Regions from separate parts of the Mus musculus genome. Here regions 2, 3 and 4 are each linked to region 1. The links are chromatin contacts, called in public Hi-C and HiChIP or PLAC-seq maps. All regions are on one chromosome and are shown on one strand. The core of a region is the stretch at or near the end of the contact, and the rest is flanking DNA. Distances in the headings are between cores, read along the strand shown. Region 1 holds the start of Cxcl1 (chemokine (C-X-C motif) ligand 1). Region 2 has its middle 17 kb from the start of Gm9958. Region 3 has its middle 10 kb from the start of Gm19619. Region 4 holds the start of Albfm1 (albumin superfamily member 1).

Region 1 (3,100 bases), core at 170-2,669:
GCTAGCACATTTCATCTTAGTATATCAGCTCTGTGAAGCAAATGCTACTATTGGCTTTCTTTTACAGATGAGAAACATACTTGAGGTTGGAGAGATTGCCAGTGACCATTGCGTGGGGACTCGTTGAAGCTGAAGTTTTAATCCTAATAGTCAGGCTGCCTCTGTAGCTCCACATGTAGAGTACACCCAGACCAAGGGTTTCTTACATGATAGCTCCAGTTCTCCCTCACAGAGACATAGAATCAATGGATGTTCAGCTAGGATCTACATTCAAATACCAACAATGACAAAAACAAACACAAACAAACAAACAACAATAACGACAACAATCTGGAGACCTAAGACTGCATTCAGGCAGATTCTGAAATTGTTTAAATAGAGAGCAACAAATATGTCAGTAATTATCTAAGTCTGGTGTATTGGCTCCTGAGTCTAAGAAGCACTTGGAAGGTGGGAGGAGAAGGCTTGGAAGTTCAATAGCTAGTTCTAGGTAACCCTGAGTAGTAATTAATAATAATAATAATAATAATAATAATAATAATAATAATATTCAAAGACTCAGTTTTACAATACAGATAGATTCAGATAGCATGAAAATAGTTGTACAAGTAGACTAATAGTTATATAAAGCCATAGCCCTTTGCTGTTAGACTGGTGCTTGTGACATCTGTGGCCTTTTATATCTAGGAACCCCCTCCTCAGCCCAGAAAAAAACCCACAGCTTTCCCGTGGACTTTCCTTAGTCAAAACAAAATATGACCTGCTATACAGCAGGGTAGGGATGCTTCAGGAACCACACCGGGAGTTCGGACTTTCGGGAAGTTCCCAAGCTCAAAAAACAAAGAGGAGATTGCTACAGCATTCTAAAATAAACAGGGACCTAACCTTGACAGTGATCTTTCTCCTCACCCTCTTCACATGCCTCCCTGATACAAACCACCAACTGTGATTTACCACAAAAACAGTTGGCAAAAGCAAACCACCTCACGTGGGATAAGAGAGGGTAGATGTCTTTTTAAAGAATGCGTTAATCTGCCACACTCAAAAAACAAGACAAGCTTCCATCCCCGCAAATCACTGTAGTACACCAAGTGGAATCCTAGGTGGCGTGGCGCCCACGTGCACATAACGCGTGTGACCCACCTCGCCCTGAGCACTGGAGACTCTGAAGTCTCACTACTCCTCCCCCCCCCAACCCCCCAGCCGTCACTTGTCCAGCGAAGCACGTCACTCCCTCCCCTTTGGGACTTTGGGGCAAAAAGCAAAAATCCCAGAGTCTAATCCTTGGGAGTGGAGCAAGGGGGAGGAGCGATGTCCTTTCCGGTTGCAGGGAAACACCCTGTACTCCGGGAATTTCCCTGGCCCGGAGCTCTGGAGTTTCGAGCATAAAAGGGGCTCGCGGGAGCCCTAGAGCTCCACAACAGGACTCAGAGCCTCTAACCAGTTCCAGCACTCCAGACTCCAGCCACACTCCAACACAGCACCATGATCCCAGCCACCCGCTCGCTTCTCTGTGCAGCGCTGCTGCTGCTGGCCACCAGCCGCCTGGCCACAGGTAGGTCTCGCCACTGCCACTGGGGGAGGAGGGACCTCTGGTGAGCGCAGCCTCCCACAGTCCCGCTGACCAAGAGTCTTCTCCCATAGGGGCGCCTATCGCCAATGAGCTGCGCTGTCAGTGCCTGCAGACCATGGCTGGGATTCACCTCAAGAACATCCAGAGCTTGAAGGTGTTGCCCTCAGGGCCCCACTGCACCCAAACCGAAGTCATGTGAGTATCTTCCCGGTTAGCTTCTGCCACTTCCAGACTCGCCCAAACCCTCCCGCGCCCCCACACTTCTCCTAGTGGGAATGCCTAACATGTGGGTCTATCCTTCTCTCTGCAGAGCCACACTCAAGAATGGTCGCGAGGCTTGCCTTGACCCTGAAGCTCCCTTGGTTCAGAAAATTGTCCAAAAGATGCTAAAGTGAGTTGTGACTTGTGTTTGTACCCGAGACTAGAGTCAAGGGTGGGAGTACTGGCATATGACCCCTGAACGTTAATTCTATCAAGGAAAGTCTGTGTTTATCAGGAGGTCGGAAAGTTGTGGTTATTATTTTGGTAATTGACCTTAATTTGAGATCATTAATTGGTTCTGATGCTAGAGAATTGTGTCCTCTTGGACACAATTACTATTGTATATTACACAATTACTATTGTGTATAATTATTACCACACTCAAAACCCCTATGCAAATGGTCAGTGGCAACAGTTCCTAAAAGATGGAGAAGTCGCCAATAGCCTTTAAAAGTCTCCTTAGGGGCTGGCAAAGCATGCCCGAGCCTTCTTTTGCCAGTGAGATTTCCCTGAGTTCAAGGCTAAGGTCTCTGTGAATGTTACATAATTTATTGAATTTAAGCCAAGTAGGGGAGATAATAGCAGCTATATCACAGAGTTGTGAGTGAGAGAGGATTAAAGTCACACTTGTAAATTAACCCATGCTGAAGTAGGTTTTTGTTTGTTTGTTTTTGTTTTTGTTTGTTTTTGTTTTCCAAGTCAAGTGATTGACTCCACAGGAACCGACAGTACAGAACTCTGGGTGCAAGTGTAGACATGTAGAAAGCCCATCTGGAGCCTCAGGGGCTGGAATAAAAGAAGAAAGGCTTTGATGACTATTTGTAACAATGACTCTTTTCTGATTGCAGAGGTGTCCCCAAGTAACGGAGAAAGAAGACAGACTGCTCTGATGGCACCTGTCTGGTGAACGCTGGCTTCTGACAACACTATACAATTTCTTTTGAGGGTCCTATTTATTTATGTATTTATTTATTCCACAAAGTGTGTGGTTTTTATTTTACATTAATATTTAACAGTGTGGATACATTTCATCGATGGTAGTTCAGTTCTGCTTGTTCAGTTTAAAGATGGGTAGGCTTAAAATATTTCATTAAACTAATATTTATTGGGAGACCACTAAGTGTCAACCACTGTGCTAGTAGAAGGGTGTTGTGCGAAAAGAAGTGCAGAGAGATAGAGTTTAGTATTATGTTTTGTATGTATTAGGGTGAGGACATGTGTGGGAGGCTGTGTTTGTATGTCTTGAAAAGAATGTCAGTTATTTAT
Region 2 (3,100 bases), core at 313-2,812, 510 kb before region 1:
TGATTCTTGGGGTTTTTTTGTTGTTGTTGTTGTTGTTTGTTTTTTGCTTCTCTTCAGTATTCAGAGTAGGTTGCAAAGGCACTGGATTCCTAGTGAAGAGCTAGAGCTATTACAATAAATCTAGGATATCTATATCTATATCTATATCTATCCTCAAAGTGAAGAGTTTCTGTTTTACAAATCAAGCAACTCATTATTGTATAGATTAAGGAACAGTCCTGAGCACTGGGTAGCTGCTGTGAGTGGAATCACAGAGTCTGAATCATCTTCTTCATCTTCAAGAGTAGTGAGCTAAATTTTTCAGGTATTCAAGAGACACTTATTGAGAACCTACCATGTATGTACTAATTATGGGACTAGAACTTGATACAACAGTGAACAAAATCAGGCCTGGGCCCTGATGTGCCTAAAGCTTAAATCATGCCAGTGCCAAAGAATGAAAAGAGGTTGTTATTCTCACTACTTCAGAGAACTATGGAGATCATGTTGCCAGGTGGGTCTAAGAAGCAAGCAAAGGCTAATCAGAGGGCCTAGAAGAATGGCTCACCAGTTGGAGTGTTTACTGCTCTGCCAGAAGATCACAGTTCAGATCCCAGGGCTAATGTCATGTGGCTTACAACCCCCTATAACTACCACTCCAAGGGATCTGCTATCCTTCTGACTTCCAGGGGCACAAGTATGCATGCAGAACATACACACACACACACACACACACACACACACACACACACACACCATAAAATGAATTAAAAGGACAGTCATAGAGTGGTATTGTAAGGATTTCTATCTTTATTCAAAGAAAGGTACACTGGGAAGGAGATGTATTTCAGAGCATGCTATGATCTGTGCTTTGAAGATGTTAGTTGCCTCTGTGGAAGTAGCCCAAAGGACACATGTCTACTAGCTGGAGGCTAACTTGGTAGATCCAAGAAAGATACTATGCTGTCTTAGACCATTACCTAAGCAGGGAGGTCAGTAGCAGTGGTGGAATTCAAGTAAAATGTAGAAGTGAGTTAATAAGGCTTACTGATTGGTTAGAGATAGACTATAATACTGCTCAAATTATGGATGCTTCAACTAGCCAGTCACTTTATAAAAATGCTCACCTCTCAAGCTTTGCTAAGAAAATGAAAGTCATCAGAGAAAACCTTCTTTCTTACCTGTCCACAGTTCTGCCCTTAAAAGGGGCTGAGGGAAGGTTGTGTCTTCAAGGGAGAGAGTGCTTACAGTTAAAGTAAGAGAACAGAGGACAAGCTCAGACATGTTTCTAAAGGTGATCCGGAGACTGTTGCATGTAGTTTTACTCTCTACCCACTGTGGCCCTGGGAAGGTGGCCCCCTACTGGAGATATCTCTGTAAGACTTGGCTGCCATTCTTAGCTCCTTACTTAAGTCTGGAAGACAGAGGACATGTCTATTGATCTGCAAAAAGGAAATGCAAGAAAATGATAAGAAGTGGTGAGTGGGAAATACTTTGTCAAACAAGGCAAGTACTGGTGAAAGGTACAGGAAAAACATTTTAAGGACTTGTGGCTAGATACTGAAATCAGCTGATCTTCTAGTAGAAGGCTTGCTTACTCACTGTGTATCAACATTGGAGACTTGTGTGGTGCCAGGTGGTGGCAGCTATACAAACGGTAGAAACTTTGTATCCAGGGATGTCCATACCTGCTTTGAGTCATTTTGGATCTCCTCCAGGATCTGGCTTGTATCAAAGATAGTGGTGTACTATGCATAAAGAAAACCAATGGGAATTGTGTCTATATTTTCTGATTTGAAAAAAGGGTACATAAAACTTTTACTATACAGCTAATTTCCCTGTAAGATTGATGACTAAGACATATGACTTATCAACTCTATAACTGTGACCATTTTCTTTCTAAGAAAATGAAGGAAGAAAATCTCTCTCACATTAGTTATAAAAAAAATACCTAGAAATAAACTTAACCAAGGAGGTGAAAGTTCTTTACACAGAAAACTTTAAGATGTTGAAAGAAAAATTAATGAAGACACTAGAAGGTAAGAAGCTCTCCTTTGTTCATGGATAGGCAGAATTAATATAATGAAATAAGCTAAAAGCTAACTACAGATTCAGTGAAATCCCATTAAAGTCCTAATGCCATTTATTTTTTTTTCACAGAGTTAGAAACAAATTTCAAAACTCACATGGAAACACAGAAACTCTAAATAGCTAACACAATCCTAAGCAGAAAAAAAAACACTGGATCGCAATACCCAATCTCAAAGTATTCTACAGAGCCATAGTGACAAAAACAGAATGATTCTGACACATAAGGCAACATACCAAGCAAAAGATCAGAATAGAAGATCCAATCCCCTTTCCCAAAAATAGAACAGGGCCTAGAGTGAGTGGTTGGAGTGTCTATGTAAGTGAGCTCCAGAACAGCCAGAGATACACAGTAAGATCCTGTCTCTACAAACAAACAAACAAACAACAACAACAAACCCAAATACAATAAAATAAACCCCTCCAGAAAACCAAATAACCCTATTAAAATGGGGTACAGAGGTAAACAAAGAATTCTTAACTGAGGAATGGCTGAGAAGCACCTAAAAAAAATGTTCAACCTCCTTAATCATCAGGGAAATGCAAATCAAGACAACCCTTGAGATTCCACCTCACACCAGTCAGAATGGCTAAGATCAAAAACTCAGGTGACAGCAGATGCTGGCAAGGATGTGGAGAAAGAGGAACATTCCTCCATTGCTGGTGGGATTGCGAGCTGGTACAACCACTCTGGAAATCAGTTTGGCTGTTCCTCAGAAAACTGCACATAGTACTACCAGAAGATCCAGCAGTACCACTCCTGGGCATATACCCAGAAGATGTTCCAACTTGTAATAGGGACACATGCTCCACTATGTTCATAGCAGCCTTATTTATAATAGCCAGAGGCTGGAAGGAACCCAAATGTCCCTCAACAGAGAAATGGATACAGAAAATGTGGTACATTTACACAATGGAGTACTACACAGCTATTAAAAACAATGAATTCATGAAATTATTAGACAAATGGATGGGTCTGGAGGATATTATCTTGAGTAAGGTAACCAAACCACAAAAGAACACACATGATATG
Region 3 (3,100 bases), core at 233-2,732, 400 kb after region 1:
CCCTGGAAAATCTCTCAGTAATATTTGGTCTTGTGGTAAATATGTATGAATAAAATGAACTTCCAAACTGTTCACTAAAACTGACTACATCATTACGGTCATTTGGCATTGCTGGACTCCTAATTCTGAGATCTTCAGTGACACATCCTGTAATACGAGTGGCCTGATGACCGTGATGTTATACATGTTGTGCTATCTTCTTTAGTTAGGTGTTAAATTATTTCTAAACTATCATTCTCTTCATAGTTAATCAAACTATTATTTCCCAGGTATAGCTGCAATCCTCCGCCCAGCCCCCCAGTCTCCACAGGCCGGTGATTTGCCTCCTTCGTTTCTCATGCTCTTCCTGTGCTGTGCAGTTCTTCTCACTGCTTTCCCGTCCCTGGATTCGTGCTGCTTGACTTCACCTAAAACTACCCCTGCTCAGGGTTACAGATATTTCTGTTCATCATTTCTTCCAAGGACTGTTTTAAATGACATCTTAATATTTATTTTTTAGTTGAAAAAGTCTTTTTCCTAAATTAAAGATAGAATCCAAGTTCATTTCCTGTTTTCTTCCAAACCTCAGATGAATACACAATTCGCCTGGTAAAACAGGTCTTAGCCCAGTCTGGATTAAATAGTGAATGATCGCTGTGCGCACTGTGACATGGGTAACTCCAGGTCCCCTTAGATCACAAAAGGGAAGTCTTAGAGCTAAGAATCATCACAGATAACTTTAAACCCTACAAAGATGCAAAGTAAAAACTAACTAAAGTTCCTTGACTTTAATGTTTTAATGAACATAATCATTCTTAATCTGTCCCACGTTATCTCTCTCATTGCATTGATTTGTTTATCCTTATGGCTAAGTAATAAGGACAGATGTGTGACACCGTGGGATCTGCTTGCTTTCCACGATCAGATTCCACATATGTCTAAAACTCAGCCTAGAATTGGGGTAAAATCACAAAGACAGAAATGTTTTCTAATAAGCTTTGGAGATGAATCTCCAGAGTTGCTTTCAGTTTTTAAAGTTGTTATATACAGAGTATAAAAAAAAATAGCTGCTTTTTAAATTGTTCAGTGAAAGAATGGAATGGAATAAAGATCTAGAAATATGCTGCTTATGTGCCTCTTAGAAGTTTATGTGCCTCTTCTGGGTGACCTGGTCGTACACAGACTTGGAGGTACAAGACAGGGTAATGCCCAGAGGAAGCTAATGTTAACTGCACAATGTACTCCCCTCCTCATTTCCGCCAGTGAGACTGGGCTTTCCAGAGTCTCAGGAGAAGTGACCTGACCTGGAAAAATGATCTGACCTAAGGACTTTCCGAGAGGACTGCTACACTGAAGAGTTTGACCGCTAATTACCCCACTGCCTCGTGACAGCTATGGAAAACCTAAAGCAGTAAAAATTATTGCTCAGGTTCTCTGTGTTCTCTGAAGTCACCTTCCCAAGGCATGCACAAAGCTGGGCCACCTCCTATTTGGTAAATGATTCTCCTGAGTGATGAAACAGGTAGAAAGGAAGCTCACAGGTCACCTCTGGACTGGTTGGCAAGTATTTGCAGGGACAGATAGTCACAATTTCTGCTCTTAGGACGGAAACCTGTTCATATGTGAAAAATAATGACAGTCACATGCACCTGAGCTGGCAATAAACCTTGTGAGGTTGGCTGGTCCTCTTGTGATCTGATGCTAAGCTCTTCCTTATTACAGGATGCTGACTTAGATATAAGACTGCCAGAAAAGAAAAAAAAAGACCTCCTCAGTGTGCACACCTGCTTCTCCGTAAATATCCATTTGCCTTCTACTAAGTACAACTTCAGTTCTTAACTTGAATCTCTGTCTTCATCCAGTGGGATTATGGCAAGTCATATACACTGATTGAATATATGTATCAACTTATCTGCCTTTCATTCCTTGCCAAAGTGAGTAAGATATTTTAAAGGAGCAGGTTTCTGAGTCCTCATTCCTCAGTCTTTCATTGGACTTTCATTGTGCAGAGAAATGTAGAAAGGAATTTACGGTTCTAAAAGGAAATATCAGATCCAAAACCTAATTCTTCTCCAAAAAAGAGCAAAGGTACTGAATCCTGTTGTGTGTCTTGAGGCTGAACTTAGCCTACCCTCCTTCCGCTCAGCACACCAGTTCCTCTCTGAGCACTTCCATTTGCCCACCCATTCCAGGAGGGGCTTTCTTAACTTAAAATGGATCTTTGGCACATCTTGTCTCACACTGGATGCTATTTTGTCCAGGCCCGGATCACTCTGTATTACTATCACACAGCTGGATCCTTAACCTAATTTAGGAATTTAGTTCAGTAGTCAGAGATCCATCCGTAGGGTATAGTCTAGTTGCCTGTGTTCCTGAGCTCCAGTGTAAAGTCAAGTATGGAAGATTGGGATTAAACCAGGGTTTTCATGCTGGGACAGTGAGGAGACACAAATGAATTGGAGTTGTGAGGCAAGGTGCAGGGCTTGATCAGATATAGAAGAAGAAAAGATTTAATTATAGCCAGGTAGCATGAACTTGAAACTAAGCCACCAGGAACCCACCCACTCCAAATTCTAGCTTTTTAAGAAAGTATCACCTTTGTAGCTTTCTGACCATGGTTTTGGGCACTAAGGAAATACCTTGAGATGAAGGGAAGGAAAGAGGGGGTCTCGCCACTGCAATAGATTGGCCCATACATGTTAAGAGACCTGGCTAGAAGGAAGACTGTAGAAGAAGGATGTGTGCCAAAGCAATTATGTCACCGTGATGTACATCTGCTTATCACAGAACAAACCTGTCTATCTGAAATTCATTTTCGAATTATATTCAACCGGTATCAGAGTTATCTTGAAATATTTGATCTTTCCAAACCAGTCCTTTGGGAAAAGGCAAGAAGTAGAAAATCAAGCCATAATCCTAAAGATCTGATGCCCCTAAAATGTCAATCAATCATCAGAGGCAGTCCGAATGTAAACCCTGAGAAGTGACTGGCGGTGCAGATCCGTCATTCCCAAGCAATGATCTTTGAAATCTGTTTTATTGCCTTTGTGTGCCCCATGTTTGAGATCTGGATTAATGGCTGTGGGTTTCTCAGTTCAGTCTTTCTAATATAGAGAGTTTA
Region 4 (3,100 bases), core at 163-2,662, 330 kb before region 1:
GCAACAAAACAGTTTCTGTGTCTGATAAACGAAACCTGCAAATAGGCGGTGGCGGCTAAGCCATCCTGACTGAACAGTTCTTAACCACAGGCTCCACAGTATGCCGAAGAGAGAATATTCTGGAAGCTGTGCACGTTACAGAACCAGGCATCTGAAAGCAAAACTGAACTTGGGCATATCACGGAGTGTGGGTCATGAGAAGGTTCCCGCGTCAGATGATGCATTCAGGTTTTCCACGGCCAGTTAACTCAGAGATACCCCGTTTTTCATGAGCTCCTTGAAATTGGATCTGGGTCTTAGCATCATGCTTAGGACTTCGCCAGTGCATGGTATGACACGTTGACAACAGATGGCCTGTTGATCAAACCTCCATGCCTCTGATTTACTTTTGTGTCTCTATACAATAAAGCCATCTCATAAGAAGTACGCACTGACCCCTCACAGTTTGACCAGATATAGCTCAGATTCTACTTTGAAGGGGTCGCCTGTTGACAGGGAAAGTGCTTGTTTATTGCAGTCATGAGAAAAGCCTTAGGCATTTTGATTTGTTTTTCCTATGATAGGGAAGCCCCAACCATCATTGGGACTTTATAGAATCCCAAAGATATCAACATGAAGTATCAGCTATCAGATTCTTTACCGGACTCTAAAGTTTCTGCTTATAACTCTAAAAGGTTTTTCATTTCCTCATTTCAAATCAATTAAATATGGGTGAAACAAATCACTCATTTGCCTCTGACCTTTTAGAAAAAAAATGTTTTTTTTTGAATTTCTGAGTTTGCAAGGACTATGCTTTAGTGTATTTATATAAATGATGAGCTTGGATTCTAAAATTAAACTTTTTATTTGAGATTTTCAAGGAAAAAAAAAGAATTGGTCTTAATTTTCCATTTAGGCAGTGGTGACGTGTGTGAGTGAAAGTCACATGATGGTCCTGATTGACAACCAGCACTCAGGGATAGGAGTCCTTTGTGTTTGCTGGCTTGGCTGTGCCCTCCACCTCTCCCCTCTCCAGGGTCTTGGCAATGCCAGTGTTGGCATTGACACCTGAGTCCAGTCCACTTGCCCAGTCAAAGGCAGTTCATGTTTGCTTTCTCTTTGCCTCTTTAGAACTTTGCACATGTAAACAGGCATTTCTATGAAACGAGATACTGTAGACTGGCATTTACCAAACAGGTGCATCGTTTGCTAGCACGAGGCCTGTGTGTTGCAATCTCAAACATATCATAGGTCGACATGATCTGCTTTAAATTCCTGTATTCATTAACAAACACGGACATTTCTTCACTGTCCTGAGTTTGTCCGGTTTCATGACAGTCCATGGGAGCCTTAAGAAAAACTAATATTCACTAGAAAAGCTAACGGTTAATGATAATTGCTGGAAAAGAATATAAACACCATCATTCCTCTCAAACGGCGGAACTTCATCTGAAACAATGGAGGTTCTTAAAGCTCTACCCTTCATTGTTTTCTTCAGCTACAGTAAATGTGAGTCTCTCCAAACAAGTTTACTACATGCAGGTAGGAAATCCCATCTGCTGCCTGTGTGGCCTATGTGTAAGGATTATATGAGGAACCATGACAGTCACTAACACGTGTGTGGAGAGCCTTATCTTTCTCAGTGGTCATCGCTGTCAAAAAACAGTCATTGACACTTGCTAGACACCTGTGAGTGGAATGGCCTGAGAAACAGGCCTGTACGTTGAGGCCACTCCTCTGGGACTACCCCACTTTAAGCTTCCCTTCTTTGTCCCCAGTCTAGATGAGAGACTGCTTCGTTTAAGCCAATGTTTGAAACTGGCTAAAGTGAATTCAAATAGAGCAAAAAATGGGAACGACTCGGGAATAATCCTGGAAGCTACATTATTACCTGTTATTACAAGGCAATATGCTTACCCCTTGACACGTGTTTTCATTTAATAATCTTTTACATGTGTGTGTTCTGTACATACGCGTATGTGCACATGTATGTATAGGTTGGAGGTTGGCATAGGGTGTCTTCCTCAGTTGCTCTTCAACCTTAATTTTCTGAGATAGGTTCTTACTGAGCCTGGAGATTACTGATTGGCTAGAATGTCTGGAGATTACTGAGCCTGGAGATTACTGATTGGCTAGAATGTCTGGCGATTACTGAGCCTGGAGATTACTGATTGGCTAGAATGTCTGGCCAGTGAGCTCCAGGGATCCTCCTGCAGCAATAATGGGATAAGAGACTCAAGGTACTTGCTGGGTCTCGAAAGTAGGTTCCTGGCATCCAGGCTCACAGTTTTATGATTGTACAGCGAGTGCTCTACTGACTGAGTCATTTTCCCAGCCCCTCATTCGCTCTTCGTACCCACACAAAGCGCTAAAACTTCACACGTACATGCAAATGCGTTTTATAAATAGAAGTTGAAATCTAAAGAGTTGCCTTTAAAACCTTTACTTTTGTGCAGCAATGGTAATTGCTAATGGTTGCTTACGTAAAAGAAAGCTGCTTGGTTCTTTGGAAACCGTTAGTGTAAGAAGAAAGACACAGCTCCATCGAGGTGTATGTGTGTGTGTGTGTGTGTGTGTGTGTGTGTGTGTGTGTGTGTATGTGTGTGTGTGAGTATGTGTGTTGTGAGAGAGAGTATGTTTGTGTGTGTGAATGTGTGTGTCTCTGTGAGTGTGTGTGTGTGAGAGTATGTTTGTGTGTGTGTGAATGTGTGTGTCTGTGTATGAGTGTGTGTGTGTGTATAGTGAGTGGCTGGTGGAGATGCAATCTCCCTCACAGAGTGTGGAAGACTCGTTCTTTGCCAAATCAAGAACGTTAGACTATTAATCTCTGGGATTTTGTTCCCTAGCCCTGACATTTACTTTCGATTGTGCTAATAGCTTATAATGAAATAATCAAAGAGTTTAACCAAATCACTAACTTTAAAGAATTCAGAGTCCGTTGTGTGACTGTGAACAGAGGGCAATCTGTGTGAACTTCAGACTCCATTCATCTTGATTTTTTAAAAAAAAACGTTGTCCTTTATTTTTGAGATTATAATTCAATTACATCATTTCCTGCTTCCCTTACTTCCCTTCAGACTCTCCCGTGTGACCCCATTCACTCGACCTCAAATCCATGGCC

What was found. A called contact is a pair of places that touch in the nucleus more often than the background predicts. HiChIP or PLAC-seq counts read pairs in DNA pulled down with a chosen protein or histone mark.
Region 2: a contact with region 1 is called in an H3K27ac HiChIP or PLAC-seq map of embryonic stem cells, with 2.3 times the contacts expected there. The contact joins the enhancer-like site here to the promoter of Cxcl1 in region 1. A contact is called at or near these places in 8 of 39 promoter capture datasets (the 3T3-L1 cell line, 3T3-L1-derived adipocytes, the HPC-7 cell line and 4 more), 7 of 484 Hi-C or Micro-C datasets (the G1E-ER4 cell line, the HPC-7 cell line, LSK cells and 3 more), 1 of 115 datasets of contacts at active chromatin or transcription factors (embryonic stem cells) and 2 of 9 other capture datasets (liver and macrophages).
Region 3: a Hi-C map of liver shows a contact between it and region 1, with 2.0 times the contacts expected there. The contact joins the enhancer-like site here to the promoter of Cxcl1 in region 1. A contact is called at or near these places in 7 of 39 promoter capture datasets (the 3T3-L1 cell line, the C10 cell line, embryonic stem cells and 3 more), 1 of 484 Hi-C or Micro-C datasets (liver) and 1 of 115 datasets of contacts at active chromatin or transcription factors (pancreatic cancer cells).
Region 4: a Hi-C map of liver shows a contact between it and region 1, with 5 times the contacts expected there. The contact joins the promoter of Albfm1 here to the promoter of Cxcl1 in region 1. A contact is called at or near these places in 9 of 39 promoter capture datasets (the C10 cell line, the HPC-7 cell line, embryonic stem cells and 5 more), 1 of 15 datasets of contacts at CTCF or cohesin (the NIH/3T3 cell line) and 2 of 484 Hi-C or Micro-C datasets (both in liver).

What each region holds. Positions count from the first base shown.
Region 1 is chr5:90,889,826-90,892,925 of GRCm38.p6, forward strand. Cxcl1 (chemokine (C-X-C motif) ligand 1) reads left to right here and starts at 1,420. Exons shown (of 4, transcript NM_008176.3): 1 at 1,420-1,555; 2 at 1,645-1,768; 3 at 1,884-1,964; 4 at 2,683-3,100. The coding sequence starts at 1,486. The coding sequence ends at 2,698.
Region 2 is chr5:90,381,984-90,385,083 of GRCm38.p6, forward strand. No RefSeq gene overlaps it. Among named protein-coding and RNA genes, the nearest start is that of Gm9958, 17 kb to the left of the region's middle. Within about 2 kb of position 1,563, at least 33 of the 459 cell types and tissues checked have an H3K27ac peak or open chromatin away from gene starts, as enhancers often do. A contact at or near this core is called in the G1E-ER4 cell line, the HPC-7 cell line and embryonic stem cells, where this site is marked.
Region 3 is chr5:91,291,834-91,294,933 of GRCm38.p6, forward strand. No RefSeq gene overlaps it. Among named protein-coding and RNA genes, the nearest start is that of Gm19619, 10 kb to the left of the region's middle. Within about 2 kb of position 1,483, at least 21 of the 459 cell types and tissues checked have an H3K27ac peak or open chromatin away from gene starts, as enhancers often do. A contact at or near this core is called in liver, where this site is marked.
Region 4 is chr5:90,559,797-90,562,896 of GRCm38.p6, forward strand. Albfm1 (albumin superfamily member 1) reads left to right here and starts at 1,413. Exons shown (of 14, transcript NM_001252661.1): 1 at 1,413-1,521. The coding sequence starts at 1,437.